7 separate regions of the Mus musculus genome follow, and all the other regions are linked to region 1. A link is a contact called in public HiCAR-type, HiChIP or PLAC-seq and promoter capture Hi-C data. All regions are on one chromosome and are shown on one strand. Each heading gives the region's core, a stretch centred on a gene start, on an enhancer-like site or on the middle of the called end of the contact. The rest is flanking DNA. Distances are from core to core; before and after follow the strand shown.

What was found. Promoter capture Hi-C pulls out the DNA fragments that hold promoters and counts their contacts. HiCAR-type assays count read pairs that join an accessible place to other places. HiChIP or PLAC-seq counts read pairs in DNA pulled down with a chosen protein or histone mark. Capture Hi-C pulls out chosen DNA fragments and counts their contacts.
Region 2: a promoter capture Hi-C map of adipose tissue shows a contact between it and region 1, with 6 times the contacts expected there. The contact joins the promoter of Ppp2r1a here to the promoter of 6330415G19Rik in region 1. A contact is called at or near these places in 4 of 39 promoter capture datasets (the 3T3-L1 cell line, hippocampal neurons, liver and 1 more), 5 of 484 Hi-C or Micro-C datasets (cerebral cortex, forebrain, pro-B cells and 1 more), 5 of 115 datasets of contacts at active chromatin or transcription factors (astrocytes, double positive thymocytes, embryonic forebrain and 2 more) and 2 of 9 other capture datasets (adipose tissue and liver).
Region 3: a promoter capture Hi-C map of liver shows a contact between it and region 1, with 3 times the contacts expected there. The contact joins the promoter of Zfp54 here to the promoter of 6330415G19Rik in region 1. A contact is called at or near these places in 4 of 39 promoter capture datasets (3T3-L1-derived adipocytes, hippocampal neurons, liver and 1 more) and 1 of 115 datasets of contacts at active chromatin or transcription factors (pro-B cells).
Region 4: a contact with region 1 is called in a HiCAR-type map of astrocytes, with 5 times the contacts expected there. The contact joins the promoter of Zfp51 here to the promoter of 6330415G19Rik in region 1. A contact is called at or near these places in 6 of 39 promoter capture datasets (the 3T3-L1 cell line, frontonasal cranial neural crest, hippocampal neurons and 2 more), 1 of 484 Hi-C or Micro-C datasets (uterus), 1 of 115 datasets of contacts at active chromatin or transcription factors (astrocytes) and 1 of 9 other capture datasets (adipose tissue).
Region 5: a contact with region 1 is called in a promoter capture Hi-C map of the HPC-7 cell line, with 13 times the contacts expected there. The contact joins the promoter of Zfp53 here to the promoter of 6330415G19Rik in region 1. A contact is called at or near these places in 6 of 39 promoter capture datasets (the 3T3-L1 cell line, the C10 cell line, the HPC-7 cell line and 3 more), 1 of 484 Hi-C or Micro-C datasets (B cells) and 3 of 115 datasets of contacts at active chromatin or transcription factors (astrocytes, embryonic stem cells and stem cell-derived neural progenitor cells).
Region 6: a contact with region 1 is called in a HiCAR-type map of astrocytes, with 4 times the contacts expected there. The contact joins the enhancer-like site here to the promoter of 6330415G19Rik in region 1. A contact is called at or near these places in 1 of 39 promoter capture datasets (cranial neural crest), 1 of 484 Hi-C or Micro-C datasets (uterus) and 2 of 115 datasets of contacts at active chromatin or transcription factors (astrocytes and embryonic forebrain).
Region 7: a contact with region 1 is called in an H3K4me3 HiChIP or PLAC-seq map of bone marrow-derived macrophages, with 3 times the contacts expected there. The contact joins the promoter of Zfp52 here to the promoter of 6330415G19Rik in region 1. A contact is called at or near these places in 8 of 39 promoter capture datasets (the C10 cell line, the HPC-7 cell line, cranial neural crest and 5 more), 3 of 484 Hi-C or Micro-C datasets (cerebral cortex, forebrain and uterus) and 6 of 115 datasets of contacts at active chromatin or transcription factors (T-cell acute lymphoblastic leukemia, astrocytes, bone marrow-derived macrophages and 3 more).

Annotation. Positions count from the first base shown.
Region 1 is chr17:23,548,217-23,552,561 of GRCm38.p6, forward strand. 6330415G19Rik (RIKEN cDNA 6330415G19 gene) reads left to right here and starts at 2,583. Exons shown (of 2, transcript NR_126484.1): 1 at 2,583-2,684. It overlaps n-TRccg2 (a tRNA gene), which reads right to left and starts at 2,119; the gene lies at 2,047-2,119. It overlaps n-TRcct2 (a tRNA gene), which reads right to left and starts at 624; the gene lies at 552-624. It also overlaps the pseudogene Casp16.
Region 2 is chr17:20,943,488-20,947,832 of GRCm38.p6, forward strand. It overlaps Ppp2r1a (protein phosphatase 2, regulatory subunit A, alpha), which reads left to right and starts at 1,967. Exons shown (of 15, transcript NM_016891.3): 1 at 1,967-2,096. The coding sequence starts at 2,019.
Region 3 is chr17:21,420,709-21,425,053 of GRCm38.p6, forward strand. It overlaps Zfp54 (zinc finger protein 54), which reads left to right and starts at 2,536. Exons shown (of 5, transcript NM_001379357.1): 1 at 2,536-2,609.
Region 4 is chr17:21,447,899-21,452,243 of GRCm38.p6, forward strand. Zfp51 (zinc finger protein 51) reads left to right here and starts at 2,476. Exons shown (of 5, transcript NM_009558.4): 1 at 2,476-2,523.
Region 5 is chr17:21,486,961-21,491,305 of GRCm38.p6, forward strand. Zfp53 (zinc finger protein 53) reads left to right here and starts at 2,028. Exons shown (of 5, transcript NM_013843.3): 1 at 2,028-2,305; 2 at 4,266-4,345. The coding sequence starts at 4,296.
Region 6 is chr17:21,513,451-21,517,795 of GRCm38.p6, forward strand. It overlaps a transcript of Zfp53 not described here. Among named protein-coding and RNA genes, the nearest start is that of Zfp52, 20 kb to the right of the region's middle. Within about 2 kb of position 2,466, at least 404 of the 459 cell types and tissues checked have an H3K27ac peak or open chromatin away from gene starts, as enhancers often do. A contact at or near this core is called in astrocytes, embryonic forebrain and uterus, where this site is marked.
Region 7 is chr17:21,533,192-21,537,536 of GRCm38.p6, forward strand. Zfp52 (zinc finger protein 52) reads left to right here and starts at 2,348. Exons shown (of 5, transcript NM_144515.2): 1 at 2,348-2,642. 9330136K24Rik (RIKEN cDNA 9330136K24 gene) reads right to left here and starts at 2,687. Exons shown (of 3, transcript NR_131123.1): 1 at 2,632-2,687; 2 at 1,237-1,280. It also overlaps a transcript of Zfp53 not described here.

The sequences.
Region 1 (4,345 bases), core at 1,333-3,832:
ATCCTAGTGTTCAGAAAGAAGATGCAGAAGGATTTTTGAGTTCGAGCCCAGTCTGGTCTACATAACAAGACGTATGTATGTATGTATGTATGTATGTATGTATGTATGTATGTATTTTAAGGAACTGCAATGGAATTGTACGTCTACGATCTGAACAATTACTATGTTTGAGTATCAACTAATAATTGGTGGTACATAAAAATCGTTCAAATAAAACCATATGGTATTTTGTAAAGTGAAAGCGTATTTATTTGAAAACAAAACATTACCTTGAGCCGGCTATGGTGGCGCACGCCTTTAATCCCAGCACTCGGGAGGCAGAGGCAGGCGGAGTTCGAGTGCCAGCCTGGTCTACAAAGTGAATTTCAGGACAGCCAGAACTATATTGAAATGGTAAGTTGACATTTATTTGAAAACAAAACATTACCTTGAAATGGTAGGTTGAAATTTATTTGAGAACAAAACAAAATTTTGAAAGCAAAACCACCTGCAAGGAACCGTTTCTCTTCAGCTCACTTACCAGCTACCTAAAAGTGCCTAAAACACCTCATTACCCCGGGTGGGACTCGAACCCACAATCCCTGGCTTAGGAGGCCAATGCCTTATCCATTAGGCCACCGGGGCTGACGAGAAAGAGACGTTATGGATGTTCCACCAGTCTGAGTCTTTGGGTTCTTTCCGTGTCCATCAACCGTGTGTACCATTTCAGCCAAGGTACCGGCTCTAACGTTGCCGGGCCCCGAGCACCCTTAAGATCTAAAGGAGGACGCACTTGTAAGGAGGCGACTGAAACACGTACATCGCTGCTTTTATTTTGCTCACTGGTTTACAGAACAGGTACGCGTCTTTCTATGGTGCAAGATATCCAAGATTCCAATACTGAATGAGCCCTTTGAACCCGGACGACCAGTATGATGGAAAACGTGTTTGTGATGCAGGATGCAGGAAACTGGAGCCGGCACGATAATGTATGTGCTTTGCAGTGCCGGTTCCCTGTCCAGGATAACTGTGCCGGGTCTCTGTCCAGTCTTCCACCGTCTCTTCAACCAAATGTTACTTGGTAGGGACAGGTCTTCATGCTTTCTCTTTATAGAGTATACAACTGGCCTATATATTTTACTTGATACCCACCCCCCTCAAAAAAATTAAAGTAAATTAAACAACAACAGCAACAACTAAACAGCACAGTCGGAAGAACCTGAGGTCGAGTTTTGGCTTGAGGCTTGTGGGTTCCGGCCCAGTTGCGTTATCCTCGTGTCCTTTTGACTCTCCTTTATCTCATGTGTGTGTCTGATATAACATATTTGCAAGCTTTATTAAGCCACTGTAACATTAAAGAGAAAATTATTCTGCACAAGGCTCTGTCACGTGAGCTGGTACCCCGCCCTCCCATTCTGTGGTTCTCCTGGGAGTTGTAGGGATGACAACGGTTCCACTTAGACCGAATCCCTTAAATAGAGATATCCCACACACACACACCAGGTTAAATGTCAACTCAATCTGGGACATATTCTTGCTATTTAAAAATTTATATTTACACTGGACCTGTAAGGAGACGCCTCTGTTGTTGTTGAGACAGGATCTCATGTAGCCCAGTGGCTTTTAATTCCCCTGCCTCCGCCTCCTAAATACCGGCATTACAGGTGTGCCTGGACATTGTAAGAAATCTAATTTTCTTACTGTTTCATGGATTTTAAAGCTGTGGACATATAAACCGAATTTACTGCTTTAGTTATTTTCAAGTGTTCAGTTCAGTGACAATTGCATTCACCCAGATAGCCTACTGAGTTTTTTATTTTAATCAAATGTCTTTAACGTTCCCTTGGGACACCTCCCACCCACCACGTAAGCAATCCAATCTAGCATCTATTCGGTTCCTTTCCTTGGCACTAATTCGAGCTGCTCGTAGTCTGTCTTGAGATAATAACTTCACCTACTTAATACAAACATGCTGGTCTTCCTTCCGGGGTACCAGACAAGAGTTTGAAAAGCAAATTTGAGAATGGGAAATTTTAAGGTAGGTTTTTAAAAAGCAAATGCACGCAGCGACCACGAAGGGACTCGAACCCCCAATCTTCTGATCCGGAATCAGACGCCTTATCCATTAGGCCACGCGGCCCTACACTGACTCAGGCCTTAGCTCTCTCCATAAGACTTATTCAAGCGCCTACTGCGCATGCTTAAACCAAAGAAAAATCCTACCTATTGAGCCAATCTATTTAGTGACAGTCTCAAAGGAGCCTCCACAAGTTTGAACCGATATAATCAGACTCCTGAGCAGTCAGTCAGCAGAAGCCCTTCCGGATCCTAGAGGCTCGTCTTTCAGATCTCCTCCATTGGCTGGCCCTCAACTCAAGACCAGGGACAACCCACATGAACTTGCCCTATCACGTCACTGAAGTATCCACAATTGTCTTTTCCAGTCTCCAGACCCGTGCTGGCTCGCCTCTCTGGCAACTCCATGGCCCCAGCGCCATGTGGAGATTGAGACCGCCCGCATCAGGGACTCAGCGAGGCGAGAGTTATAGTTCCGGAGATGATCCTTCCCAGAACTTCTTTCTCCCTAAGCCTCTCCCAGCATATCCAGGTCAGCCTTGTGAGGTTCCGTAGTCCCAGACAGGAAGCACAGACCCGATTCAACCTCTGGTTCCCGAGAGCACAGTCGATCCCCTATCTACTACCAGGTAACTTTCCCCATTATCTCACGTATTTCAGAAAGAGCATACATTTTCCGGAGCACGCCGATCATGAACACATACATATTTATTGGCGCTATGTGAGCTCCCACGCCCAAACTGCTGCATCGATGACAGGGTGTGAAGAGGGGATGTAGGGGAAGTGGTGAGGTTGCTCGTCCTATAAACAGAGCCGGCGCCTGAGCAAGCTGCGGATCTCCAGGCAGGCTTTGCACAGCTCATCACTGTCTGGCCCCAGGACGTCCAGCTCACACACCCGCCTGTTGACCCTGTTGACACTCAGCTAGGCCCTGAGGGGCTCAGTCCATCACACCCACTGCAGTCATTGTCTGCTGGAGGGGTTTTTGCGGAGAGGTCGATACTTTCTGAAATAGTCTATGAATCCTAGGCTGGTCTCAGTCTCTGGTCCTGCCACTACCTCCCAGCTACAGGCATGCTCCTCAATGACCGACTCTTGTGTCTGTTGTTCTGTAAGCCTAAAATTTCAAGTGCTACCTAATCATCTTTGAGCCTAATACTAACCCAGCAGTTTTACATGAGCTCCTTGCTCTCAACCAAAAAGTCCCCCACCCAAAGGGAAAGGCTCCCCACCCCATATATATAATCATATAATCAGCCAGACCAGCATTGCCCACCCTGACCTCAACACAAGAAGAGGACCTCCCTATTAGCCTGCAAAACTGTACAAATGAACTGACCCTATTCTGTAACAACCCAGTGGCACCTCCCTTCCTGCACCCCCTGCTGGCTCCTTCTACTTCCCAGTATACCCCCCACCTCAGTCCCCTCCTCCCAATGGCTTCTGGTGTCCTCCTCTCCTGAACTTTATTTAGTGTATGTAATAGCTGCTGCTGAGTTTGTCTGACCAATGTGCCCTGTATTTGAGCATCTCTTGATGTGAGGGCAAGAGGGAGGGAGGGAGGGAGGGAGGGAGGGAGGGAGGGAGGGAGGGAGGGAGGGAGGGAGAGAGAGAGAGAGAGAGAGAGAGAGAGCCTTCTCCTTGCTTCTCCTTTCCCTGGGTTAAGTGGAAGGTAATGAGAACACTCCCACAGATCCAGCCCCTCTTTCTCCCCTCCTAACCCCGTTCCTCACACCTCAGTCAGCAGCTCAAGGAGATCTCTTCCAGGGTTGGCTCTGATGACCTCCACCAGTGTCTGGACAAAGTCCGAGCCCTTTTCATCCCGATAAGCCACACAGCCTAGGTGAGGGGATGGGGTCAGAGTCAACCTTGGGCTGACATCCCAACCTTCAGTGGCCTATTGTGGGTGGAAGAAGTGAGGAGGGGAAGCAGAGAGCATTCTGGGTAACTGGCTTCAGACCAGCACAGGGTCAGGGACTTCTTGCATCAGGAAGAAGTTGCCGATATTTGTAGAGTGAATATTTGGGTATAATCAATGTACAACAAATATTTACTGTGGACTTGCTAGGTACCAAACAGTGGACAGGCGCCTGAAGCAAGCAGGACTGTCCTGTCCTAGAACTTACACAAGGGAGCATTTGACAGGAGCTTGCCATTCTAACCCTGACTCTAAGGACTAACCTGTAGGAGGAGAGTGACTTAACTGGGGCTGGACTCTTGCTGAGAGTGAAGCTATCACTCCAAGCCATGGGGCAGGAAACTAGGCCCACCATAACCATAGGTTTCTTAC
Region 2 (4,345 bases), core at 717-3,216, 2.6 Mb before region 1:
CAAAAAATTGTCCATTCTTAAACTGAACCTAGAGTCTTGTGTCTCTGTCTCCAATTACCTTCCTTGCTAGGCCCTGTTGATGTCCAGCTGTGTTGCCCACGGCATAACTGAATAACATTTACTATTTCATAATATCCTAAAATGTAATCATTAATCATAAATATGACTATGTCAATGTCACTAAAAATTTAGTGTTTTTCAGCATAAGAGATAAAGGATACAAATTTAAAATCAAAAAAGTAAATAAAACCTTATTTTTTAGTTTTCATAATTCACATAAATTGATTAGAAATGCCAGTAAGCCCATTACCAATCACAACCTAGTACTAATTAATTAAACTTACCCTCTTCTTGTACTTGTTAAGAAATCCAGTGCTTCCTACAATGTTTAACCTAGGGCAGTTCAAAGTAAGACTAGAAAACTTTACTATATCTGAAAGGAGAGGAGACAGGCAAGAGGATGTTTTTTCCAAAAGATCTGTTAAATCAAAAATGGTCCAAGAAGGCACTGTTTGGAATTCCTCTCCATAGCCTCTCCTGAGTTCCCCAGTTTTCTGTTGATTGGTTTCAGAAACACATAAAGTACAGTATAGAAGAGTTCATATAAAGGAAAGAAACTGAAGAATGGCCAGAGAGATCATAAAAGAAAATACACTCACAAAGAATAGACAATGGTACCATTGTGCCAAACTCTTTTAGTGAGGTAGCGTATAAACTGAAGTTTCTAAGCCAGACCATTTGGATTAACTCTTATGGGATGAGGCAATGGTATGGCTGTCTTTTGAGGGTTACACCATAGACCTTTGACTGGCCCGGAGGTCACTATGTAGACCAAGATGATGTCAATCTCAGAAAGATGACAAGTTTTTGCTTCCTGAGTTTCATGATTGAAAGCATGTGCACTTTCACACATGGCTATGCCTTCTGTTCGTTATCACAAGACCAAGTGTTTCCTATTCAGGGCCAGAGATATGTGATCTGCATCATTACTTAGGAACGCCTACTCTCTGTGAGGGGGGGGGGGTTGTTTGTTTGTTTGTTTGTTTATTTCCACTCTCTGTGAGGGTGCTTTCTCAATTTTCTCTCTAATTGGAGAGGAAGAAGGGGGAAGGGAGGAATGGAGGTGTGGGGGGGAGGATGATGGAGGAGGGGAGAGGCGAGGGGAGTCGAAAGGAGAAAACAAAAATCAAGTATAGAAATAGCCACGCTTTAACAACCTTGATAGCATCTAACAACCCCGCTATGCCCACCTTCTTCCCTTTCATATTTTCAACCTTAAGGAGAAAGGATTGTGATAGTTTTATATTCGCCTTCTAAGTGAATCACAGCGCCCAAGCTCATTATGAGGCAGAGGTCCATCCTCAAAAAACTTTCGACCTTGTTCATTTTTTACTAGCTACCTAGAAGCTCCCCGGCAGGATGAAGACTCGCTCTGGCCGCTCTATTTCTTCCGGGTAAGGGGGGTGGGTAATAAAGCCTTGAACGCCAAGAGCCCCAGAACCGCATCCTAGAAACCAAGCAAGGCAAATCTCCCTACTTAGGAGTCCCTCCTTTACAGAGACCGGTATAGCAGAACCAGACAAGCATGTCCTTCATTACGTCACGCATAGCTCCCAAGACTCCAGCTTAAGTCTTCTCCGCCTCTCCCCAAGGGGCCATCTTAGCCACCTCCCACCCTCGACTCTCATTGGCAGCTAGACCTGCTTGTTCCCGTGGTTGCTAGCAGCGACGTAGGCGGGCACAATCTTGGTCACTAAGATACTTCACTTCCGGTTCCTCTCGTCCTTCGGGAAAAACATCTCATTCGTCCGGCCAATGGTGAATGAGAAGTAGGCGGGACTTGGTTGGTTCAGACCAAACAGACGCGAGCTTGTGCGGCAATGGCGGCGGGACGGCCCCTGTAGGGCGGCTCGGGCGCCCCCACGTCCGCTTTGCGTCCTTTCCCCGGCACCGCCCCGCCCGATCCCGGATTCCGCCTGGAGCTCGCTGCTGCCTGATAGAAACGCCAGGGAGCCAAGATGGCAGCTGCCGACGGTGACGATTCGCTCTATCCTATTGCGGTGCTCATAGATGAACTCCGCAATGAGGACGTTCAGGTACGGGGATCCTTCCGTTAGAGTGTGTGGGGGAGATCGGGGACGGGGATCTTCGCGGAATGTGGGAGCGATGGCTCCGGGTTCTCCGGGAGTGGCGGAAAGCAGCGGCAGCCAATCAGAATTCAGGTCTCATCTTTCTTAATAGCAAGGTTCGATGAGATGGCAGCCTTCATTGGGTGCCCGGCCAAGCGGAGGGCAAGCCTCGAGGGTCCTACCTGAGTGCGCGCGGCCGCCCCAGATCTGGGCCTGGGCGGCCCGAGATAGGGTGGCGGTCTTGTTGCCGCCTGCCAGTCGGTGATTGGCGGCGGACTCAGAATGGCTCTTTGTAGAGAATCGGCGGGGGCGCGTGACCTGCTGAGTAGAAACCCTCAGGGGTCCTGGCGACCCGGGTAGAGTTCCCATTGCTTTTAATGTTTTCGTTTTAACTGGAAGGAGTGGGGACTGATATTGGGATTGGGGACTGATACCGAGATTTCTGTCCATTCTTCACCGACCTCCACCTTGTATTTTGGGTTAGCTCTCCTGAAGGAGGAGGAAGGAGGCGGTGAAAGTATCCTCTCCTGAGATTTAACTAGCCGTAGCTGGGGTGGGTAACGTGCACAGACCCACCTGTTCTCCGACCTGGTCCCAAGCCGGCCTGCCAAGAGAGTTGATAGTTCTGGTTCATGGGAGAAGAATGAGCCAGGACCCCAGAGTTGTCGGACTGCTTTGGATTTGAAAAAGAGGTCAGACCTCAAGGCCGCATCCTCTCACCTGAGGATGACCTTGTGTGCACATTATTTCATCGCCCCTGGCTTCTGTTTTCTACAAATAGCGGCTAATAATAGTCCTGGTTTCCCTCGGTGGCCGAGGAAAAGTAGTAAAATGAAACTGGCTGTATGTAAAGGCTCTATAAATGTTAGCAATTATTTTGGGGGTGTGGCTATTGTGGCACTGTGCTACAGCCCTCTGCTTTTCCTTTTATATAGAATTGTTCATGCTGCACTCAGTCACCTTCCTGAACCTGGGCCTATCCTCTAAGTCTTACGTATTTATGTGTGACTCTGGTTCCATTGTTGGCAAGACTGGATTTGTACTCCTGGATCTTGCAATTTTTGCAAATTGACTCAGGCAGTCTGTGTTTCTCTTCTGTTAAATGGGAATAATAATCTGGTTTTGGGTATACTGAATGAATTTATTTGCATATGTTCTGTAAACACATGCAAAGCATGAGGAATGTTATTGGGTCATAAAGGAGACCAGAGCTTGGTATAGTGGTGCATGCATGCTAGCAATCCCAGCACTCAGGAGGCAAAGGCAGTGTCAAGGCTAGCCTGGTGACACTGTATCAAGAAAGAAGCAGTCTGGTTGCTGTACAAAGGCTAGATGTGAAACAGGTAAACAGAACTAAATCTGCATATTACCACATGTAAGAAAGAATGAGACTTGTCAATGTTGAAAGAGTGAATCAGCAAGTGTTTGCTGGGCCTTTCTTCAGAGTGGTATTTTGGATAGTTGAAGAACAAAAGAACAAAACTTGCCTTAAAGGAATTAACCTTTTAGTGAGTGGTCACAGATAAATAGGCATTATGTTGACTATGGAAAATTTTAAGGAGAAAATAAGAAATGTAGAGTAAGCATGGGAAAGTCTTGTTGAAATTTGAAACAGTACCTGCTTGTTGAAGGAGCCATTAGATTCTGGGCAGAGTGTGTAACCTCTAGACAGTTGGGTGAGGAATTAGGCTAGTTGAGGGAGGCTCCTTCTAGGATGTAAAGTTTAAAAAGTTGGAGATGAATCCAGATAGAGAGAGAGAGAGAGTGTGTGTGTGTGTGTGTGTGTGTGTGTGTGTGTATGCGCGCAATGGCTATAGTTCTAGTTTTTTGGCTCCAAGGGTGTTTAGTAATGTCTAGGGATGGTTTGGTTGCCACAACTGGGAGATTGTTGCTGCTTTTAGTAGGTTGAAGTCATGAATGCTGTTAAGCATGATTGCAGTATATAGGACATCTTTCTTAGGTAGGAAACAAAGATTTTAGTGCTAAGGTTGAGGGAAGCTGTTGGATGAAATGTTCACCTAGAGACAATAAGGAACTTGTCTAGCTTAGGTCAGTGTGCCAATTTTGTCAGGATCCTGTAACAAGTCACCATAAGTTTAGTATACAACAACATAAAGTTTTATTATGTTTCTGGAGATCAGAAGTCTGTCAGAGGTCTTGCTGGATGAAAATGACCTCATGACAGCATAGCCTTGAATTAGGCAACAGGGCTACAC
Region 3 (4,345 bases), core at 1,286-3,785, 2.1 Mb before region 1:
AGGACTTGCTAAGGTGGGAGAGTTTGGTTCTGATGATGCCAAGTAACCTTGGTTTCTTTTGCTTCTGTTCTTATGCTTGCCTCCTGCCATCTGATTATCTCAAGTGCTTGCTGCCCTTAATATATCTGATTGGAGCCTGTCGTTCCTATAACCCCAGTTGATTCAGGACGGCTCAGAGTCCAGCTTTCTCTGTGATATTTTTATTGTGGGCTCCTGTGAACCTGAGATTCTGGCTGTGTCAGAGTTTTTTTGCCAGTCAAGCTTCCGCTGAGACCCTGAAATACTGGTGGTGTGACCCAGCTCCTGTTATCCTGGGATCCTGTTGTCCTAAGATCCTAGGTGTGTTATAGTGCCTGGAAGTGGTATCTCCTTTGAGGACCATAAAGCTGTCTGGTCAGTGATCCTAAGATAGCGTGGAGAGTCCTCTGGGGACTGAGGGCATGTCCGCCAACTCGGTGCTGGTGCCAGCCAGAACGGACTTGTGCCCCTGGTCAAACTAGTTTTATGTTTCCCTTCTGCTGTCTCAGGTCTTGTGCGATTGGATTGGCACAGATGTTTTGTTCCACTCACCAGTGATCCTAAGATTGAGAGGAGAGTCCTCTGGGGACTTTGGCGGTGTCCATGGACTCCGAGCCCTAGATGACGAGGTGCTGGCCTAGTTGCAAAAATTTATTCTCTTTTTCTCCATCCCAGGGCCATGTTTGACCTCTGTGATGGCTATTTCTGGTTGTCAACTTGATTACATCTGGAATGAGCTACAATTCAGAAATGGAATGCACACCTGTGATCCAGATCTTGAAGCTGGAAGACAGGTTTCTGACCTGGATCTTCAAAATGGAGATCTTGAGGCATAGTGGCCATGAAAATCTTAGGTCCAGGCAAGGTAGTATCCACCTTTAATTCCAGGACACTGAAGCAGGCAGAGTTCTAGGCCTGGAACAAAGCAAGTCCCAGATCCAGGCGTGGTAGTACACACCTTTAATCTGGGCCACACCTTCTACTAGAGGGCTACATAAGGACACTGGAAGAAGGAAGATTCACTCTTCTTCAACCACTCACCAGCATATCTGTTGAAACCTACTTCCATAGAAGACCAGCTTAAACAACTAGCTTCATGGGACTGAGCAACTATTAGAATCTTGGACTTCCCATTCACAGCTTCCCATTGTTGGGTTAGTTGGACTACAGACTGTAAGTCATTACAATAAATCCCCTTAATGTATATAGAGATATTCCATAAGTTATGTGACTCTAGAGAATCCTAACTAAGACACAAGTTGGTACCAGGATTGGTTCTAGAGGAGCAGAAGTATAAGAATGAATGTCTTAAGAATCTGGAATCCGTTTAATAATTTGTCAGCATCTTCTAATTCACTAGGCACCTTCAACTCCTGAAATTTCTCCAGATACTTTCTCCCCTGGGAGCTTGGAGAATATAGGAGGCCAGTGGTGGAAACTATATGCAAATGCCTTTGATTATCTTGATTCATCAACTGTGACTGGTGTGAATTAGGTGACCCTGTACACGAAGTTTTCTACAATTTGGAGGGAAATAAGAAAACTGATTTGCCTGGCTTGTTGCTCTTAGTATCTCTGGACAAAAACTGGCGAGAGGGGCAACAGCACATTTGAAGAGTTTTGTTCTTGCCCTTTTCCTTGTGCCAGACCTTAGGGTTGGAGATACTGCTACTCAATTGAATGAATTAAATGTAATGGATTTAATTTTGCCCCAAGGTAACAAAGGCCAGGTGGCAGCATCGAATCACCAGAGACAAGGTGATCATAGTTATTATAGTGGGCAATGTAGACAAAACATTCATAATGACCTACCCCATAATGATCACAACTCTGCATTGTGATTACTGTAGTTTTTTACAGTGGTCTCTGTAGTAGAGAAAAGTTTCTTGATAAGGGGTGAAGACTAAGCTTATTCGTGGGCAGGAGAGAAAATGTTTAGTTTATTCTTTGGGATTATGCTGGGTTAGTACAGTCTGTTTTATCTCAAAGCACTTTTATCTTGAGTCACAGAAGACAAACTCCTCTCTGAATTAGGAAAATGGCAAGACCACCATCTAGTGGTGAAAGCCATGCAGCTCAAGATAAATTCACTGACTTCTTGAGACACCTATTTCTTTTCAAAATCCAAGTTCTTTAAATGTCTCTCCGCAAGTCAAATTTTCAGGATTTGGTTTTGACTTGTCATTTTTGTGTGTTGGGATTGTTTGGGATAAGTTTGTCGCTCACGGGCTGGTAGTCAAGTCGAGGTGTAAGGCTATCTTTTATCTGAAGGGTTCAGAACTCAGTATGGTGGTCAGATATCCGGGTGCAGCGTCCTGTCAGATCCAGTTCTAGTCTACGCTGACAGCAAACTTGTGGGGAGTCTGTGGAGAGCGGGTTCAGAGAAGCTTGACAGCTGGAACTGTGTGGACCGCAGCCTGAGACTGATAGGGAGGGACCTGTCTCCGGGGGGGTGGGGCCACTCACCGGAAACAGCCGTTGGGGACAGTATATGGGTGTGGAGGAAGTGTGTTGTGTGGAGGAAGTGTGTTGAATGGAGCTGGGATTAGAGGAGTGGCGTGATAGCTGGGACTGTTCTTTAGTGAACCTAGGTAAGTTGACTGAGGAGCCAAACCCAAAAGTGGCAAGGACGTCTTCCTCGAGGAACTCGCTGGCATGCACCGTGGAGAATCTTGTGATGCAGACCTGGAGTCAGAGGATACAAGAAGGGTTTCAAGGGGACGCAAAAAACTACCCTGAGCCTCAGGTGCCGCGCGGGGCATCCTGGGAGAGTCAGCAGGCAGCAGCCCAACCGGTGGAACCACAGCCCAGTGGGGGAGGGCTGTAACCTACCAGGTTAGAGGAGCTAAGGGGCTGGGAAAGGGAAGGAATCAGACAGGGGTGAGATATTTCCTCGGCTACTCATAAAAATGACAGCTCTCAAAATTCTGCTCTTCATGTCTTGCCCTTGCCCATAGATTTTAGACCATACTAAGTTGATGAATACTGATTTTTTTTCCATTTATTCTCTTGGCAAATTTTTCTTATAGAAGTACTCTAGTGGAGTATTTGAAACTATCTGTTAATATTGGCAAACGTGTTTGGTTTGGTTGTTGTTTTTGTTTTGTTCTTGTTATTTTGCTATGATAGAAAGGACAACGCTCCTGAAATTTACATTAGTCCACACTAATTTCTTTGTATACCTGGGAACTTGGCACCTACGGAGAGGTTTTAACTATCAGTAATGAAAGGAACATGTAAGGAATTTTTAAGAGCAAGGGCATCTTTGCAGTCAGGAGCAAAAGCAATACAACAAAGTCACACCACACAACAAACATCGTGCAAGAGATATATTGCAGATAAACAGAATGGCAGCTACTCTGAAAGGGAAGAGAGTTGGAAGGCTAGGCAGAGGGATGGGTGTTTATAGTGTCTTTGGAGCATGTGAAATGACGTACTGGAAAAGAACAGTGGGTCCTGAAGTATTGCTTGGTCATTAAAGCTGGAACAATGTAATCTGTTAACACTGAGTAATGAAGGGATTTCCAGGTTTTAAGGCCCTGGAGGCACTGAAATGACTAGCCTCCCCTCCTACCCCAGCATCATCCCCAGGTTTCTCTTAGGGCCATAACTGCCATTTCCAGCCCCTTGGGTCAGAAAGTGGCCAAGCTGCTGTCCTAAAGAGAAAGAGAGAGAGAGAGAAAAAAAAAGTCCATGATCAAGCTACAAAGGCTTCCATCATTTTCAGTTCATGATAAGTTCAGAACTTTATTAGTGTATATTATTCTCATTCCAATCATCCAGTTTCATTTCTACCCATAAGTTTTCAAGAAGCTGTGATTGGAAGTGAGGTTCACGCTAGACTAACTGAAAATGTTTTCTAAATATTTTTCAATATTCTGACACTGAATGGCATTTGGGGGATCATTGTACAGTCTTCAGTTTTGTTCCTCTTTATTGACTGAGCACAGTACTGTGCTAGGAATCCAAGTACAGGCTCACTGATCATCCAGATCAGCTCACCTGTGGAACAGAACACAGACCTGGAAGGTGGACAGGGAGGAGACAGTAGCTAAGGATCCAGGTATGTTGGGGGATTGGTCAAGGGAAGGCAAGGGGTTCAGGTAAATGTGGAAGTGGGCCATGAGATCAGTTTTGCCACATTCTGTTTCACTAGAAATAATTCTAGAGACTTCCACTGAGAAAAATCTCCTCAGGATTATCCTAATATAGAGATGAGAAGACTTTCTACAGAAGAATTGATACTAGGAGGCAATAAACTTTTACTTGATTGTACATGTGAGTGATGCTGTCCTTATTCCATACACATCACTGATCAGATCTTCAG
Region 4 (4,345 bases), core at 1,226-3,725, 2.1 Mb before region 1:
ACTGAGGCCAGACCAGGCAATCCTTTGCTATATATGTGCTGGAAGCCTCAGACCAGCCCATATATGCCGCCTGGTTGGTGGCTAATCTCTGGGAGCTCCCTTTGGTCCAGGTTAGTTGAGACTTCTGGTCTTCCTATGGGTTTGCCCTCCCCAACTGCTTCTTCAATCCTTCCTCTAATCCAACTATAGGGTCCCCTCCCCCCAACTTCAGTCCAATGGTCAGGTGTAAGCTATCCTGTGTCTGTCTCAATCAGCTACTAGTAGAGCCTCTCAGAGGAGAGCCATGCTAGGCTTCGGTCTTCTCCATTTTTGCCCCTGCATTCCTTTTAAATAGGAACAGTTCTTGGTCAAAAATTTTTACTGAAGGTCAGCAAGCCTGTCCCTCCACCTCTATCTACTGGAGGTAGTTCCCCCTACCCACTGTTGGGCATAAAATGCCATCTTTGAAACAACCCCACAACAAGATTGACAGGATTTTATTTCAAAAAACCAATTTCAAAGTGACTTAACAGCTACCACTTATTGATACAAAAGAGAAAAACTTCCTGACTCTTAACTATTACCTGATACTAACCCAGATTCTGAGCCAGTCTTGGTGGACCATCCCATTAATCCTAGCATTTCAGAGGCAGAGTAGGCTGACCTTAGTGAGTTCAAGGACAGCCTGGCTCTGAAAAGCAAAAACAAAATAAAAAACAAAAACAATCAAACAATTTAACAAATAGAAGTCCTCCACCCGATACTGATACAATTAAAAAGAAATTATAGACTGATGTAATTTAAAAACAACTTTGAGGGGCTCAGGAGATGGCTCAGAGGTTAAGAGCACTGTGTAGCCTTCCAGAGATCCTGAGTTCAATTCCCAACAATCACATCATGACTCACAACCATCTGTAATGGGATCCAATGCCCTCTCCTGGTATGCAGGTGTACATGTAGATAGAGCACTCATGTAAAAGAAATAAATATGTTTCTTTTAAAAAAATGTTTTTTGAACTGGGCATGGTAGCACACTTCATTAATAATTGTGTTACACAAAGAAAACCTTTCTCAAATGAATGAGTGAGTGAATGAATGACCTCCCCCAAGTTTTCTATTATTAGCTATTTCACACTTGCATATTGCATTTGTATGTCCACATCAAGTATTGCCCAATATTTTGGTATACTTTTGATATAAAGTACATATTCCACTCCTAAAACTCTGCTCTTCTGATTTACAATTCCAACAAACCTCTCGATTGTGTTCATCTCTATTCATATTGCCAGGGACCCAGTAAGATAGGAGCTATGTGTTGGAGCCTGATGTGCTCAGCACAAGATGACAACTAAAGGTAGTGATTATTCTCCTACAATCTATCCATAGCCAACCTCTGGGAGGTAAAGTGAGCTGTTCCAGTTCCTAGAATGACTGTGGTCTTGTGTGAGGCCAGTGAACATAAAGACAGCTGCTGTTGGTTACTGATTACAATAATTGTATGGAGTCTAGAGAATAGTGTGTCTTAGCCCATCCTCTCCTCTTTTCCTTCTTATATCCTAACCACCTCTTCTTTGGTGTTCACCAAGCTAGATGAACTAACTAGTAACTGACTATATTAAGACTAGAACCATATACCTTATTTTTTGCATCTGTGCAAGTTAAGGTCTCTGCATTCAACACTCCAGAAAAAAGGGAGGGAGGGAGGGAGGGAGGAAGAGAGAAAGAGATAAATAGATAAATAAATAAATAAATAAATAGAGGGGTGGAAGGAAGGGAGGAGAGAAGGAAGGAAGGAAGGAAGGAAGGAAGGAAGGAAGAAAGAAAGAAAGAAAGAAAGAAAGAAAGAAAGAAAGAAAGAAAGAAAGAAAGAAAGAAAGAAAGAAAGAAAGAAAGAATTGGTTTTTCTCACTTTAAGCATAAATCACAAGACTAACTCCTTTCTGAGTTAGTAAAATGACAGACCGCCATCTAGTGGTAACATCAGTACAGCACAGGATGAATTCGGCCCTGGGCGGATAGCAAAGAGCCACTGAATTCTTGAGACACCTATTTCTTTTCAAATTCCAAGTTCTTTAAAAGTCTCTCCCAAGTCAAAATTTTAGGATTTGCTTTTGGCTTCTCATGTTTGTGTTTTGGGGATGGGACTTGGGCTTCTGAATTTAGCCTGTGTTGTTGTTGTTTGGTACAAAGTATGTATTCCAGCGGCTGGAAGTCCAGGAGGTGTTAGGCTTCCGGTCATTTATCTAAATGGTTCTGAACTCACTATGGGGGTCAGATATCGGGGTGCAAAGTCCTACCAGATCCACTTCTGGTCTAGCTAGCAGCAAGCATGAGGGGAGGCTGGGCGAGCTGACAGCTGGGCCTGTGTGGAAGGCAGCCAGAGACAAAGTGGGAGGGACGGGTCTCCGCGGGGCAGGGCCACTCACCCGGAAACGGAGGGTGCAAGCACATTGGACGTTACCAGGAAGTGTAGAAAAGTGTTGAGTGGGAGGAGTTAGAGGAGTGACGTGAGCGGAAGCTGGGAAACTAGGTGAGTGAAGCCAGGTAAGTTGAGAACCAAAGCCAAAAGTGTTAACGACCTGTTCACGTCCAGAGCTCACGGCCCTGCACCGTAGGGAATCGCGTAGTGTAGACCTGGGATAGCAGAACGGGGAGGAATTTAGGGGAAGGTAAAACGCCGGCCAGCCGTGTGCCGCGCGGGGCATCTTGGGAGAGTCAGCAGCACAGCAGCTGGAACCATAGCTCAGAAACCTCCCAAGTCAAAGGAGCTACGGGGCTGGGAAGGGGCCGGAAGAGAGCAGGGCGTGATCAGTTTTTCTGGTGTTCATAAGTAAGCTGGCTCGATATATTTTAGTGCATATAAACTGAAATAATCCTGATGTGTTTTTCATTGACCAAATGATTGCCAAAATATTCAAAATAGTAGAATAGTAGAATATTTTAGTTTATCTACTGAAGTTTGCAAACCAGTTCTCTTTGTTGAGATAAAGGATAAAGCTCTTTAAATTTACTTACATCCATGCTAACTCCACTGTTATACCCAGGACATACTTGGTGACTTAACATCCCCAGAGAGCTTTTAGCTATTACTCATGAAAGGAATGGCTGGAAATGTAACTGAATCTCAGCGTATATTTGTTGCGAGTTTCGTAGATATAGTTGTAAATATAACTAGAAGTGATTGTCATCACTTCTTCCTCTCCTTCTAGTCTCTCACTCCTCCACTACCTTCCTCCCCCTATCCTACACCTTCCTCTCTTTATCCTCAGAGAAGGGAAAGCCTCCTGTGGATATCCACCCTCCTTGGCATATCAAGATGCAGTGGGATTAGGCACTGCACTGAGGCTATTGAGGCTAGACAAGGCAGCCCAGTTAGGGAAAGGGGATCCAAAGGCAGTCAACAGAGTCAGAGACAGCCTCTGCTCCAGTTGTTAGGGGACCAACATGATAACCAAGTTGCACATCTGCTACAGTTCACAGTTAGAAAGGACATTATAAACCAGTTTTTAATCCTTTAATCCCTGTATCCTATAACCCTTTAATCCTTTAATCACAAGCCTTTAATGCCTACACTTAGGAAACTGAGGCAATTGGATCTGGGAGTTCCTTGCCACCCTGGTACATAAAGGGAGTTTAAGGACAGCTAGAACCACAGAGAAATGTCAGTGGGAAGAGGGAGAAGGAAAAGGAAAAAAGAAATAAAACAGAAAAGGTATTATATTGTATATGATGGTACTATAAATCATCTTTCAAATAATTACTTTAGCTCTTCTATATCAGAAAAAAGACAGCAAAAGTATTTTGTCTCCTTAGTTCTAGAAAACCACTTTGTCCATGAACACAAACTGTTTTTTGGTTTGGTTTGGTTTAGTTTGGCTTAGTTCCTGTGTTTGTTTTGTCTGTGGCTTGAACCCATTGTGTCCCTCTGTCTGGCCCAGAACTCATCCTGTCATGTAGACTAGGCTGGACTGGAAGTCACTGAGTTACACCTGACTCTGTTTCCTGAGTGCTAGCGTTAAAGGTGTGCACCAGGACCACTATTCAAACTGTTGTTTTGTATTTTGTGGTCAGTTCACGGCCACCAGTGTGACTGTGGACTTCTGCCAGAAAGAGGGGCAGTGTCAGCACCATGCTGGGAGTGCTTTGTACAGAGACTGGAGGTTGTAGAATTACAGTATTCTGGTTTGTGTGGGTGAGAATAGTTTGCTTCAGCCGCCTTTCACTGAGAAAAATCTCCTCAGGACTGTACTTTCACTCCTCAGGGTTTTGTGGCAAGTCCTCTGCAAGCATTAGCTCCTTTGGGAGAATAGGACTTCCATCATTTTTAGTCCAGGATAAATTTGGAACCTCACTAGTGTGTAATATT
Region 5 (4,345 bases), core at 778-3,277, 2.1 Mb before region 1:
CCTTGGTTATGCAGGCAGGTTGGGTATGACTTTCACCTTTTGGAGTGAGCCTTAACTCAAATCAGACATTGGTTGGCTACTTCCATAATTTCTGTTCCACCATTGCCATGCCATCTTGTGGGCAGGACAGATGGTAGGTCACAAGTTTTGTAGCTGCTGCAGTCATACCTTAAAGCTCCATTTCATTATTGCATTTCACATACTTTTTAATTGTGAGGAAAAATTCAAGATATGCAAACAGAAATTTCTCCCTAAATATAGTGACGATCTGATCAGAAAATAGAATTTGGAAAATCATTCCTTAGATTTCTCTATTCTGTCTTTTCTTCATATACTGAGTACAGTACTGTGATAGACGTTTGTGTTCTTTCTAAATATTCTTTCATTAGTCATGGGCTACCTCAGAGAACACATGGATTATTACATTCAAGTTAGATCTGGTCACCTGTCTGAGGCAAATGAGATTGCCCAGAAACATGGAGATGATATAGCCACAACCATGGTGGGCAAGTGAATGAGCAGGACACAACAGGTGTCCTGCCTGTTGTAACTGTTAGAAGACATTGCACCTTATTGTATCTGAATTACAGTGACTTAACACTAGTATAAAACAAAATTTACTTGACTATGCTGATGTCAGATTGGAATTTTTTTTTTTTACAAATATAAACCTAATGTGAGTCCATGAAGTAGCATTGTTCTGTAATTGCCTTCCTTATATGTAGGTATTCATTCATATTACATCCTTCATTTTCTTCTCAGTGGAGGATACACTGATACCCTTCTGGTAAATGATCTCAGGAGTCATTGTAGAGAGTTGACTTGAGAATAACTGTAAAAGGAAAGTTAAGAAACACAACAGTGTGTGGAACTCAGACAATGGAGGAAAGAAATAAGCAATAGCTGTCCACTGCAGACCTGCCTCAAATCATCTAGAAACTCTGACATCTGGCAGAATATTTGCTTTACATCAATAACTTTTGAAGAATCTAGTGATTCTATCTCTCTCTCTCTCTCTCTCTCTCTCTCTCTTTTTCCCCCCACCCCCCGGAAAGAAAGAAAAGGCCTTTGATGTTTTAAATGGAGCCTTTAATATTACAAAGTCTGGGTCATCAAAACAGTAATCTTCATTATGGTACATTAGTTTACCCAAGTATTGTGAATCTGAGTGCATTAAATTCTTCTTCATCAATTTCTGAGAAAAAATATTTAAAAACAGAAACATGTACTCTGAGTTGCACCCTAAAGCTGATTACTGATTTCTCAATTATTTGTTTCATCTTGGTTTTTCTGAAAATCCATGCAATTATAGTATAAGAAAATGTTAACTCCCCAGAGGTCTACTTACAAATCACAACTGTGTAAGTAATGGAAACATAAAGTTAAGAAACTTGCAAAAGCTTTTAATGAAGTTTAAATCTTAAAACACCGCAATTTATATTAAACTAAAATTATGCAAAGGTAACTGGGGACCACTGATGTGGTTCATAGACATCATAGGCGGGTAGGACTTTTCAATGGCTTCTTCCTTTAAGCTGTTTATCAGGTAGGATTTTTCTTTATTTTAAAACGAAGACTATGTTCCACGTTCCTGAAAAGTCTCTCCCCAAATCAAAATTGCAGTATATGGTTTTGAGTTCTCACGTTTGCATTTTAATAGATGGCATTCTGGCATCTGAATTTAGCCTGTTTTGCTCTTTGGTATATATTATATGGCCCAGAGGCTCATAGTCCAATGGGGGTGTTAGGATGCCTATTTTGTATCTGACGGGTTCAGAACTCACTATGGGGGTCAGATACCGGGATGCTGCGTCATATCAGATCCAGTTCTGGTCCAGGCTCGCAACAAGCAGGTGGGAAGACCGTGCAGATCAAGGCCAGGTCAGCCTTACAGCTGGATCTGTGGGAGGAAGCCTGAGACCGAGTGGGAGGGACTGATTTCCGTGGGGCGGAGCCACTCACCCGGAAGCAGAGGATGGGAGGATGTTACACATTGGCTGGGTGTAGAGGAAGGGTGTGGAGTGGGCGAGTTTAGAGGAGTGACCAGCAGGGATACTGAGATGCAATGTGTGTGAGCCTAAGGAATTGAGGCTAAATAGTCAGAGCCTAAAGTGTTAAGAACGCGTTTCCGGCCTAGGGTCTGCACTGTGTGGAGTCGCGTGGTGCAGACTTGCCTGCAGAGCACACGGCCGGGGTCTCGCGGGACCCGTGAACCCCCAAAGCTACAGGTGCCAGGCGGGGCGTCCTGGGAGAGTCAGCAGCGCCGCGGCGGGAACAGCAGCCTGGCGGCCCTGGAACCTTCCAGGTCAGAGGAGCTGCGGGGCTGCAGAACGGGCGGGAGTGGAGCAGAGCATGATCAATGTCTCCGCAACTCATAAAGATGACAGCTCTCAAAACTGTGCTGTTGGATGTCTTACCCTCGTCGATACATTTTTCAATAATATTGACTGAATAGTGCTATTTTTAATTGATCTTCTACCCTCCACATATTCTCCTACGAATAACCTAGTAGAACATTTAAATTTATCGGTTGATATTTGCAAACGCGGTTCTCTTTGCTATGGTGGAAAGGACAAAGCTCTTGAGATTTTCGATTATCCATACTAACTTCCGTGTGCTACCACTTCCTTATTCAAGAGAGTGGCATATGGACCTAGGGACTATGATTCCATGAAAGCTTCTAGATATTAGTCATGAAAGGAACACCTGCAAATTTAATTAAGAGTACAATTTGTTGTGAGTTCCACAGGTATGGATGTAAACATTAACTTTTAAAAGTCAACGTTTTATCCACCATTAATTTTTCATCTAAAACTCTGTGTATTCACTCTGTGATGTAAATATAGCGTTGTGAAAAGGGTGCCGCCAGGCTTGGTGACACTCATCTTTTATCTCAGCAGTCAGGAGACAAAGACAGATGGATCTCACTGAGTTTGTAGGCCAACCTGATCTACATCGTGAGTTCCAGGACTACCACAGCTACATTGTGAGACCCTGTCTCCAAAAACTTAAATATAAATACAACAACAAGACAAACAAGGGGAAGGAAGAAGGAAGGATGGATAAGAGGGAGGGAAGGAGAGAAAAAAAGTAAGGAAGGCAGGCAAGTCAGACAAAAAAAATTTTTTTTTGTCTTCTTCTGAGTTCTTAATGTTGCAAATTAGAGCCTGGAAAATCACAGTATGCTGTTTGAGGGAATCAGGCTACAGGGTTTTCACAGTTAGACAGCATTTGGTGGTGGTACACACCTATATTCCCAACACTCCAGAGGCAGAGGCAGGTGGAGTTCTTTGCCAGCCTGGTCTACAGAATGAGTTTAAGGAAACCCAAGGCTGCACAGAGAAACCCAGTTTTGCAGCAAAAAGAAAGAGACAGAGAGAATGAAACAAAATTAAAAGGCATTAATTATAGTATATGACAATATTAGAAATAATCTTGTGAATAATTATAACTCATCTACATCAGAAAATATCTGCAATCTTGTTTTGTTAATGGTTCAAGAAAAGCATTCTGCCCATGGACACATGACTAAACTGTTATGGAAAAGTCACCATTGTAGACCAGGCTGGACTGGAATTCATAGATTTCTACCCACCTCTATTTCCTCAGTGCTCACATTAAAGTTGTGCACCAGCAGGAATGTTCAAACTGTTATCTTTTATTTTGTGGTCTGTTGACAATCAGTGGTGTGACTCTGGACTTCTCCCAGGAGGAGGGGCAATGCCTGGTCTCTGCTCAGAGGGCTCTGTACAGACTGCATGTTGCAGAATTGGAACTCTGATTTCTGTGGGTGAAAATAGTTTTCTTGCTGTCTCCCTTGCTCCTCCTTTGGGTTCTTGGCAAATTAGACTGCAAGTATGTGAGATTTCTGTGGATGAGTCTCACATTCTACTGAGTAAGGTGAAATCCTCACAGGAACAAAGACCGATTTCAGGAAATGCTTTCTCTTCTTTGGGGTGTTCCTTTGTGAGTATAAGGCTTCCATAATTTTTAATCCAGGATAAATTTAGAACCTCACTAGTATATAATATTCTCATCCCAGTCATTCAGGTCCATTTCTGCCTCTGAGATTAAACTGGGCTGTGATTGGACGTGTGGTTCAAGTTGTGGTAACTGAAAATATTTTTTTGAATATTTTCAGTACTCCAACACTATGTGACAGTGGGAAGGGTTCACTGTAGAATCCTCAATTTCGTTTCTCTTAACCTACTGAGCACATGTTAGAAATCCAGGTGCTTTCTGAGGAATCTCTTTCTCATGTGCAGGGCTCACTGATCACCCAGACCAGCTCACCTATGGAGCAGAACAAAGAGACCTGGAAGATGGAGAGACAGGAGGCAGTAGC
Region 6 (4,345 bases), core at 1,216-3,715, 2.0 Mb before region 1:
CTCACAGCAAACTCCTTGATCCTCTGCCTCTTGAATATTAATAGCCCATCTTCAAAAATATTCCTTGAGCCTTAGGTGCATGAGTGTTTTGTAGATATATCCATCATATGTGGGCTCAACAACTCTACATTTTGCAGTTGTAGATTTTTTTGTAGTGGTCTCTCTGTTGGAAGGAAAATTTCCTTACTGAGGGAAGAAAACTATATTTATTTGTGGATATGAGAAAAAATATTTAAATTTTATTAGGAACAAATCTGAATTAGTAAATTGGTGGTGGTTGGTTCTCCTCCAAGATTCGTAACTTCACCAGCAGTGAGAAGTTAGCTAGCTTTCCAGTACCAGTCATAGTTTCCCTGTTGTTATGAATATCTTAAGTCCAATTAGAGAGCTGTTGGTTTTCACCAAGGTGAACTTGCCATTACTGAACCTCTAGAGCTATCCTGACACGGTGATCATCAATGTGGTTCATAGGCATTATAGCTGGGTAGAACTGTTCATGATATTCTTCCTTTAGAGCTTTACATGCTTCTTCTGGTATCACACAAGCTAATTCTCTGAGAGGAGTTTGGTGTATTTTGAGATAGGGTCTGTCTGTATTACTAGCTGGCCTAGATTCCGTATGTAGATCAGGCTGGCCTTGAACATAGACTTGCCCTGTTTCTACCTCATGAGTTCTAGGTTTGAAGGCTTGCATGACCTTGCCCAATGAAGCGTAACTGTTTCTGATTACTTTGTTTGTTGGTATGTTTGTTTGAAGAGACAGGGTCTAACCTTGACTGACTTTGAACTCACAGGATCTGACTGCCTGTCTTCTGAGTCCTTGGGATTAAAGGCTTTCACAACCACTGCCAAGATTTAATGTCTTGACAATTCCAGAAAGTAAGGGCACAACCCACTTGATAGAAATGAGTTAACAAGTAGATCTTATTTCTACTCACATTAAATACTTCTATTGCATAAAATCACTAACTTGAAATAGATGAAGTTCCAGGTGCATATAAGACACCAAATGTAAATAACATGAAATAAATAATATAAACAAGATGATAAGTAGTCTTACACGTGTTCTCGCGACCGGCCAGGAAAGACGCAACAAACCGGAATCTTCTGTGGCAAAAGCTTTATTGCTTACATCTTCAGGAGCAAGAGAGAGAATGGCGAAACCCAGTCCCTTTTAAGGAGAATTATCCTCCGCCTAGGACGTGTCACTCCCTGATTGGCTGCAGCCCATCGGCCGAGTTGTCGTCACGGGGAAGGCAGAGCACATGGAGTGGAGAACTACCCTTGGCACATGCGCAGATTATTTGTTTACCACTTAGAACACAGGATGTCAGCGCCATCTTGTAACGGCGAATGTGAGGGCGGCTCCCCACAAAGTAGCAATGTGACTTAAGCAATTATAAAATGTAACCCTGAAATTAACCCCACAATTAGATCGACAGGATTCTATCAGAACTGCAAAGAAGAGCTAACCGCAAAGCTACTTAACATTTAATACTTCTTGAAACACACACAAAAAACAAGACTTCCTTACTCTAACTATTCCTTTACATTTAACTAAATAATGATCATGGTATGGTGGAATGTCTCCCTCATGGACAAACACACCAATTAATTATCAAACAAAAATCCCACCAGATACTGGTACAACAACAAAAATTCCACACTCATGTGGTCTTTTCAAAGAAACTTGAGCTGGGCATGGTAGCACATACCATTAAACACAGGATTACACAGAAAACCTTGTCTACATTCAATAAATGAATGAATGAGCCCCCATTTCTATTATTAGCTGTTTCATACTCATATGAATATATACACAGAATGTGTGTGTGCATATGGGCATATCTAATACTGCCCACTCTCACCTCCTACCTCTCCACTATCCTGGTCCACAATTCCAACAGTCACTCTACTGTGTTCATCTCTATTCATATTGCTTGTGATCCACTGAGATGAACCAGAGCCATTTGTGAGACTGGGTTTGGAGCTATGTATTGGAACCTGATGTGCTCAGCACAGGATGACAACTAAAGACAGTGAGTGACTCTTCTACAATCTATCCATAGCCAATGTTTGAGAGGTAAGGGGAGCTGTTGTTCCCTTTCCTAGACTGACTGTGGTCTTGTGTGAGGCCAGTGCAGGTAAAGACAGCTGCTATTGGTTACTGATTACAATACTTGTATGGAGTCTAGAGAATGGTGTGTCTTAACCTTTCCCTTATTTTCTAACCACCTCTTCTTCCTTGTTCCCAGAGCTAGAGATGGGGTGGTGTAGCTGACGTTTTTAGGCCTGGGAACACATACTTCACTTATTTTCTGCATCTGCGACAGCCAAGAGGCTGCATTCACCACTCCATTTAAAAAAAAAAAGGAAAACAGAACGTTCTCTTTTTTTCCTCTCAAAGCATCGCTGTCACAGAAGACTTAAATGACAAGACCGCCATCTATTGGGGAAATCAGTACAGCGCGGGATTAATTCACCCCTAGGCTGTTGCAAAGGCCTTACCACTTACTTCTTTTCAAAATCCAAGTTCTTTAAATATCTCTCCCCAAGTTCATATTTCAGTATTTTGTTTTGGCTTTTTAATGTTTGTGTGTTGGGGATGGGACTCTCGCTTCTGAATTTAGTCTATTATTGTTTGGTATGAAATATATAAGCCAGAGGTTGGTAGTCCAGTGGAGACGTTAGGCTGTTTGTCTTTTTTATAATTCACCTTACCCAAATCAGTTCCCCAGTCCCTCGCAGCTTTTCCCCTCCCCGCACCCATTCTCCTCTGAGAAGAGGGATTCCCACCACACCTGTATTCACTAGCGCCCCCCAGCCCCTCCCGCCCAGCACATAATCACTGCAGGACTAAGCATATCCTCTCTGACTAAGGTCAGACAAGGCGACTGGGTTAGGGGAAGGAATCCACAGGCATTCAACTAATTCAGGGACAGCTCTTGCTCCAGTTTTGGTGGTGGTGGGGCGGGGGTGGGAGCTGTCGTTTATCTAAAGGGTTTAGAACCCCGAGTGGGGCTCAGATACCGGGTGGAGCGTCCTTCCAAAAACACTTGTGGTCGGCGCTCTCACAAGAGTGTGTGGAGGCTGTGCAGAGCCGGAGCAGCCTGAAAGCTGGAGCTGTGTGAAAGGCAGCCTGAGACAAAGTGGGAAGGACTGGTCTCTGATGGGGCGCAGATGCTCACCCGGAAACATATTTGGAGATCGGAGATCCGGAAGCACATTGGGAGGATTTTCGACTTAATGGAGATGTGTAGGGGAACTGTGTAGAGTGTGAGGAATTAGGAGAAACACGTGGGTGGAAGCTGGGACGCTAAATTACTGAAGTTTGAGAAGTTTTACCTAGAGCCAAAGCCAGAAGTCGCTTCGACAGGTTTCCCCCGTGCACGCGGTCCTGCACCGTGGGTAATCGCGTGGTGCAGATCTGGGGTCGAAAGATACGGTGGACTTGGGGGAAACTAAAATTCCTGGCTGCCGCGGGTGCCGCGGGTGCCGCGGGGCATCCTGGGAGAGTCAGTCAGCAATCAGCAGCGCAGCTGGAACTGCAGCCAGGCTACCAGAGCTGCTGGGCTAGGAAACAGGAAGGAGCAGTTTCTTTTCTGTTCCTGAGGAAGCTGGCTCTGAAATTCTGCGGTGGATGTCTTCCCTTGTGGATACATTTTAGCTCATATAAAGTGGAGTAATCCTGGTTTTTGTTTGTTTGCTTGTTTTTTGTTTTGATCTTCTGATTACCAAAATATTCTTATTAGAATATTCTAAGAGAATATCAGTTCTCTTTGTTGAGGTGAAACGGACCAAGCTCTTGGAATTTACACTCATCCACGCTAACTCCCAGGGTATATATATATATACTTAGTGACTTGGCATCCCTGTAGAACTTTTAGATATTAGTCATGTCTGAAAAGCACAAGAGGCAATGTACCAGTTTTTAGGTTTTACATATTTTTCTGTTTTCTGTCTGATGCGGATATATGCATTCTGTGTTTGGTGACATGCACCCTTCTTGATCAAGGACTTTTTATCTAACGGACTCTTTACCATTTCCTAATACTCTCTGCTTTGTATGTTAATACTTTTGACTTTTCTGTCACTACTATAGTTATGATCACTAGCCATCTTTACTGAACCCCATATTCATGGCATTTAAAGAAATCTTTCTCAATATTTTTTATCTTTAGATATGAAATCTTTTGTAGAAAATATCTTTTAATATCTGCTGTCATTTTTCTTTTTTGCGTAGTGTAGTCTGTTTACCTGTTTAGTATAGGGAATATTAATTGAAAGAAGTTCATTTGTTATTGTGTAGGAACTTGAGTATGGACACTGACTGGGTAGAACTGGA
Region 7 (4,345 bases), core at 1,098-3,597, 2.0 Mb before region 1:
GAGTCTTTCATCCTGTCCTTGTGTCTTTCCTTGTTGATAAGGTCCTGATAGTTACCCAAGGTAAAGGCACAATTTACTTGATAGAAATGAGTTAACAAGTGGATCTTCTATCTACTGACACTGAAGACATCTATTGTACTAGAGAGGATATTCTAGTTGAGGTGTATGAGTTTTCAGGCACATATAACATACCAAATATAAATGACATGAAACAAATATTATAAACAAGACTAAGAGGAGCAATATGACTGAATCAATTATAAAATGACATCTTCAAAACAAAGCCCAGGACCAAATTGACAGAATTCTATCAGGACTTTGAAGAGCAGCAAATAGACTAATATTTAATACTTCTTGACACACACAAAAATATCAAGACTTCCTGACTCTATTATCTGATACTAAGCCAGATAATGAATAAACCTGACATGTTGGAGCATGCCTTTAATCCTAGCATTCCAGAGTCAGGAACTGCTGATCTCAGTGAATTCAAGGCCATCTTGGCCCTCAAAACTGAAAAAAAAAAAAAAAAAAAAAATCCATCAGATACTGTTAGAACTAAGAAGAAATTACACACTGATTTTTTTTTAATTGATCTAGGTATGTTATCACGGGCCTTTAAGCACAGGTTCACACAGAGAAACCTTGTCTACCATGAATGAATGCCCCGATTTTTTTATTATTAGTTATTTCACACATACACACACACAAAGATAAAATGCATGTATATCACAGCATTGTGTGTTTCTGTGCCCACTTCAAATACTGCCCATTCTCACTCCTACCTCTCTGCTATCCTGGTCCACAGTTCCAACAGTCACTTTGTTCATGTCTATTCATATTGCCTGGCACCCACTAAGATGAACCAGAGCCATTTGTGAGACTGTGGGTTTGAAGCTATGTTCAGGAGCCTGATGTGCTCAGCACAGGATGACAACTAAAGCCAGTGATTCTTCTTCTACAGTCTATCCATTGCCAATGCCTGAGAGGTAAAGCCTTTTCCCTTTCCTAGATTGACCGTGGTCTTGTGTGGGGCCAGTGCAGGCAAGGACAGCTGCTCTTGGTTACTGATTGCAGTAGTTGTATGGAGTCTAGAGAACTCTAGACTTGGAATTCTTAGCCTTTCCCCCTCTCTCCCTTCTTATTTCCTAACCATCTCTTCTTCCTCCATGCTTCTCAGAGCTAGACATTGGATTGTAAAACTGACTTTTCTAGGGTTGGGACCACAAACCTTACTTATTTTCTGCATCTGGGACGTGCAAGATTCTCTGCGTACACCACTGTACTAGAGAGAGAGAGAGAGAGAGAGAGAGAGAGAGAGAGAGAGAGAGAGAGAGAGTTAGTTCTAGGTTTTATCTCAAAGCACTTTTGGAATCATGAAGACAAACTTGTTTCTGCTTTACTAAAATGACATGTCCGCCATCTAGTGGTGAAAGAAGTTCAATGAAGTATGAATTCAGTCCTGACTGTTGAGGTCTGTCCCTGTAACATAGCTGTAGCCATTTTGTTCCATGCCTGCCAGCTATTTCACATTGTTTCTGTAATATGCCAGTTAGTCATTGACACAGAAAAATAATTTGACTCAGAGCAGGGTCGTGTTCCACATACCCTGTTATCTTCTGTGTGTTCTGAAGTTGGTTAATCTTAAGAACTTTGAAAATTATATGCTCCACTTAGGACCAATCAGAATAAAGGTCAGATAGAACTGCTCTGTCTGGCTAGCAAAAATAGCTTGGGTCAGAGAAAACCACAGGTCAGCACTTCCTGCACCTGCATATGAGCGCATTGTGATTTTTTTCATTCTTAAACCAGTCCTGAGAAGTGTTTGTGGTTGTAGCTCAGCCCCCAAATTCTGATCAGTCTTAGGGTATGCATCCAATTATCTGTCCTTGTCTGACTGAGATCAGGGTTTGTGTGGCATGTAGGGCTACTGCTGGACCCCAACACTGACCACTGAGTTCTTGAGACAACCTCCCCCCTCCCCCAAATCCACGTTCCTGAAAAGTCTCTCTCCAAATCAAAATTGAAGTATTTGGTTTTGGTTTCTCATGTTTGTGTTTTGGGGATGGGACTCTGGCATCCGAATTTAGCCTGTTGTTTGGTATGCAGTATGTGGTGGAGAGGATGATAGTGAGATGGGGATCTTAGGTTGTCTGTTTTGCATCTGAAAGATTCAGAATTCACTATGGGGATCAGATATCGGGGTGCAGGGTCCTACCAGATATAGTTCTGGTCTAGACTGGCTGCAAGAGTGTGGGGAGACTGTGCAGAGCAACCTGAAGGGAAGAGCTGTGGCAGAAAGAAGCCTGAGACAGAGTGGGAGGGGCCGGTCTCCGCTGGGCGGGCCCACTCGCCCAGAAATAGAGGATGGAAGATGTGGTACATTGGCTGGGTGTAGAGGAAGGGTGTAGTGTGGGTGGGATTAGAAGACTGAGGCCAGGGAAGCTAGGAAGCAAGGTGTGTTAGCTTGGGAAGTGGGACTAAAAAGTCAAAGTCTGGAGTGTCAAGAATCCGGTACAAGACTGAGCTGGGGTTGGGGTTGAGGGGTAGAGCGGCTGCACAGTGTGGAATCGCGTGGTGGAGACCTGAGTATGGAGGAAACGGCGGGGCTCGCAGAACCGGAAAACTTACCTATACCGCAGGTACCTTTTGAGCATCCTGGGAGAGTCAGCAGTTTAGCAGCTGGCAGAGGCAGCAGCGGGGGATGGGGGAGAGGAAGTGGGAGTGGGGGTGGGGACAAGGGAGGGAGGCGCTCGAACCTTCCAGGTCCGAGGAGCTGAGGCGGGGCTGGGGAATGGGCAGGAGTGGGAGGGGAGCAGAGCGGGATCAATTTCCCCTCTGATCATAAGGATAACGACTCTCAAAATTGTGCTGTGGATGTCAGACCCTCGTCGATAAATTTTCAGTAATATTAACTGGAATAATACTATTTCTTTTTATTGACCTTCTGGCTGATCTAGTAGAATATTTGAATTTATCAGTTAATATTTGAAAACGCAGCTCTCTTTGCTATGACGGAAAGGACAAAGCTATTGAAATTTACAATCATCCATACTAACTTCCGTATTCTACCACTTCTCTATTTAAGAAAGTGGCATGTGGTGGATTCCCCATGAGCTTTTAGTCACGAAAGGAACTCCTGCAAACTTAAATGAATTTGATTGTACTGTTTGTTGTGAGTTTTACTGGTATGGATGTAAAAATTAAGTTTTAAAAGTAAACTGTCTATCTACTATTAATTTTCCATCGGGAACGTATGCAATCTGTGATGCAAATTGTGAAAAGAGTGGCGCCAGGCTTGGTGACACTCACGTTTTATCTCAGCACTCAGGAGCAAAGGCTATATAGTGAGTTCCAGGACAGCCAGAGCTATATGGTGAGACACTGTCTCAAAAAACAAAACAATAAAAATAATTACAAAAAAAAAAAAAAAAAAGAGGAGGAGAGAATAAATAATGAAGGAAGGAAAGAAGAAAGGAAGAAAGCAAACAATCAAGGAAGGAAAGCCAGCTAAGAAAAAGAAAAAAAAATGTGTCTTCTTGTTGAGGTCTGCCCCATCTCAGAATAGCTGTAGCCATTTTGTTCCATGCATGCCAGCTATTTCAGATTGTTGCTGTAACATGCCTGCCAGTCACTGACACAGAAAAATAACTTGACTCAGAGCAAGGTCATGCTGATCACGTATCCTGTTATGTTCTGTTTGAGGTTTGTTAATCTTAAGAATTTCCACAAAGCCTTACGTAGGACCTATCAAATTAAAGGTCAACATGAACTGTTAGTCTAAAATGGCTTGAGTCAGAGCAGAGCCCTTCCTGCACCTGAATGTGATCTCATTGTGCTTTCTGTTCTTTGGGTTTTTTTCCTCCTTTTATAAGCTTACAGGAAAAGATATTTGTGTAGTTGCTCAGCCCCTGAAGTCTACTACCTGACTTATGAGTCTTAGGTTGTGCCTTCAAAAAACCATCAAGGATCAGATGGCTTACAGAGATCAGGATTTGTTTGTGTGGTTTGTTGGGCAACTCTTGGACCCCAACACTTTTGCTGAGTTTTTTTTTTTTTTAATATTTTTTTATTCTATATATGTGAGTACACTGTTGCAGGCTTCAGACACACCAGAAGAGGCCATTGGATTCCCATTACAGATGGTTGTGAGCCACCATGTGGTTGCTGGAAATTGAACTCAGGACCTCTGGAAGAGCAGTCAGTGCTCTTAACTGCTGAGCCATCTCTCCAACCCCTCTGCTGAATTCTTAATGTTGTAAATTAGAGTCTGGAAATCAGAGTATTCTCTTTGAGGGAATCCGGTCACAGTATTTTCACAGCTAGACAGGGCATTTTATAAACC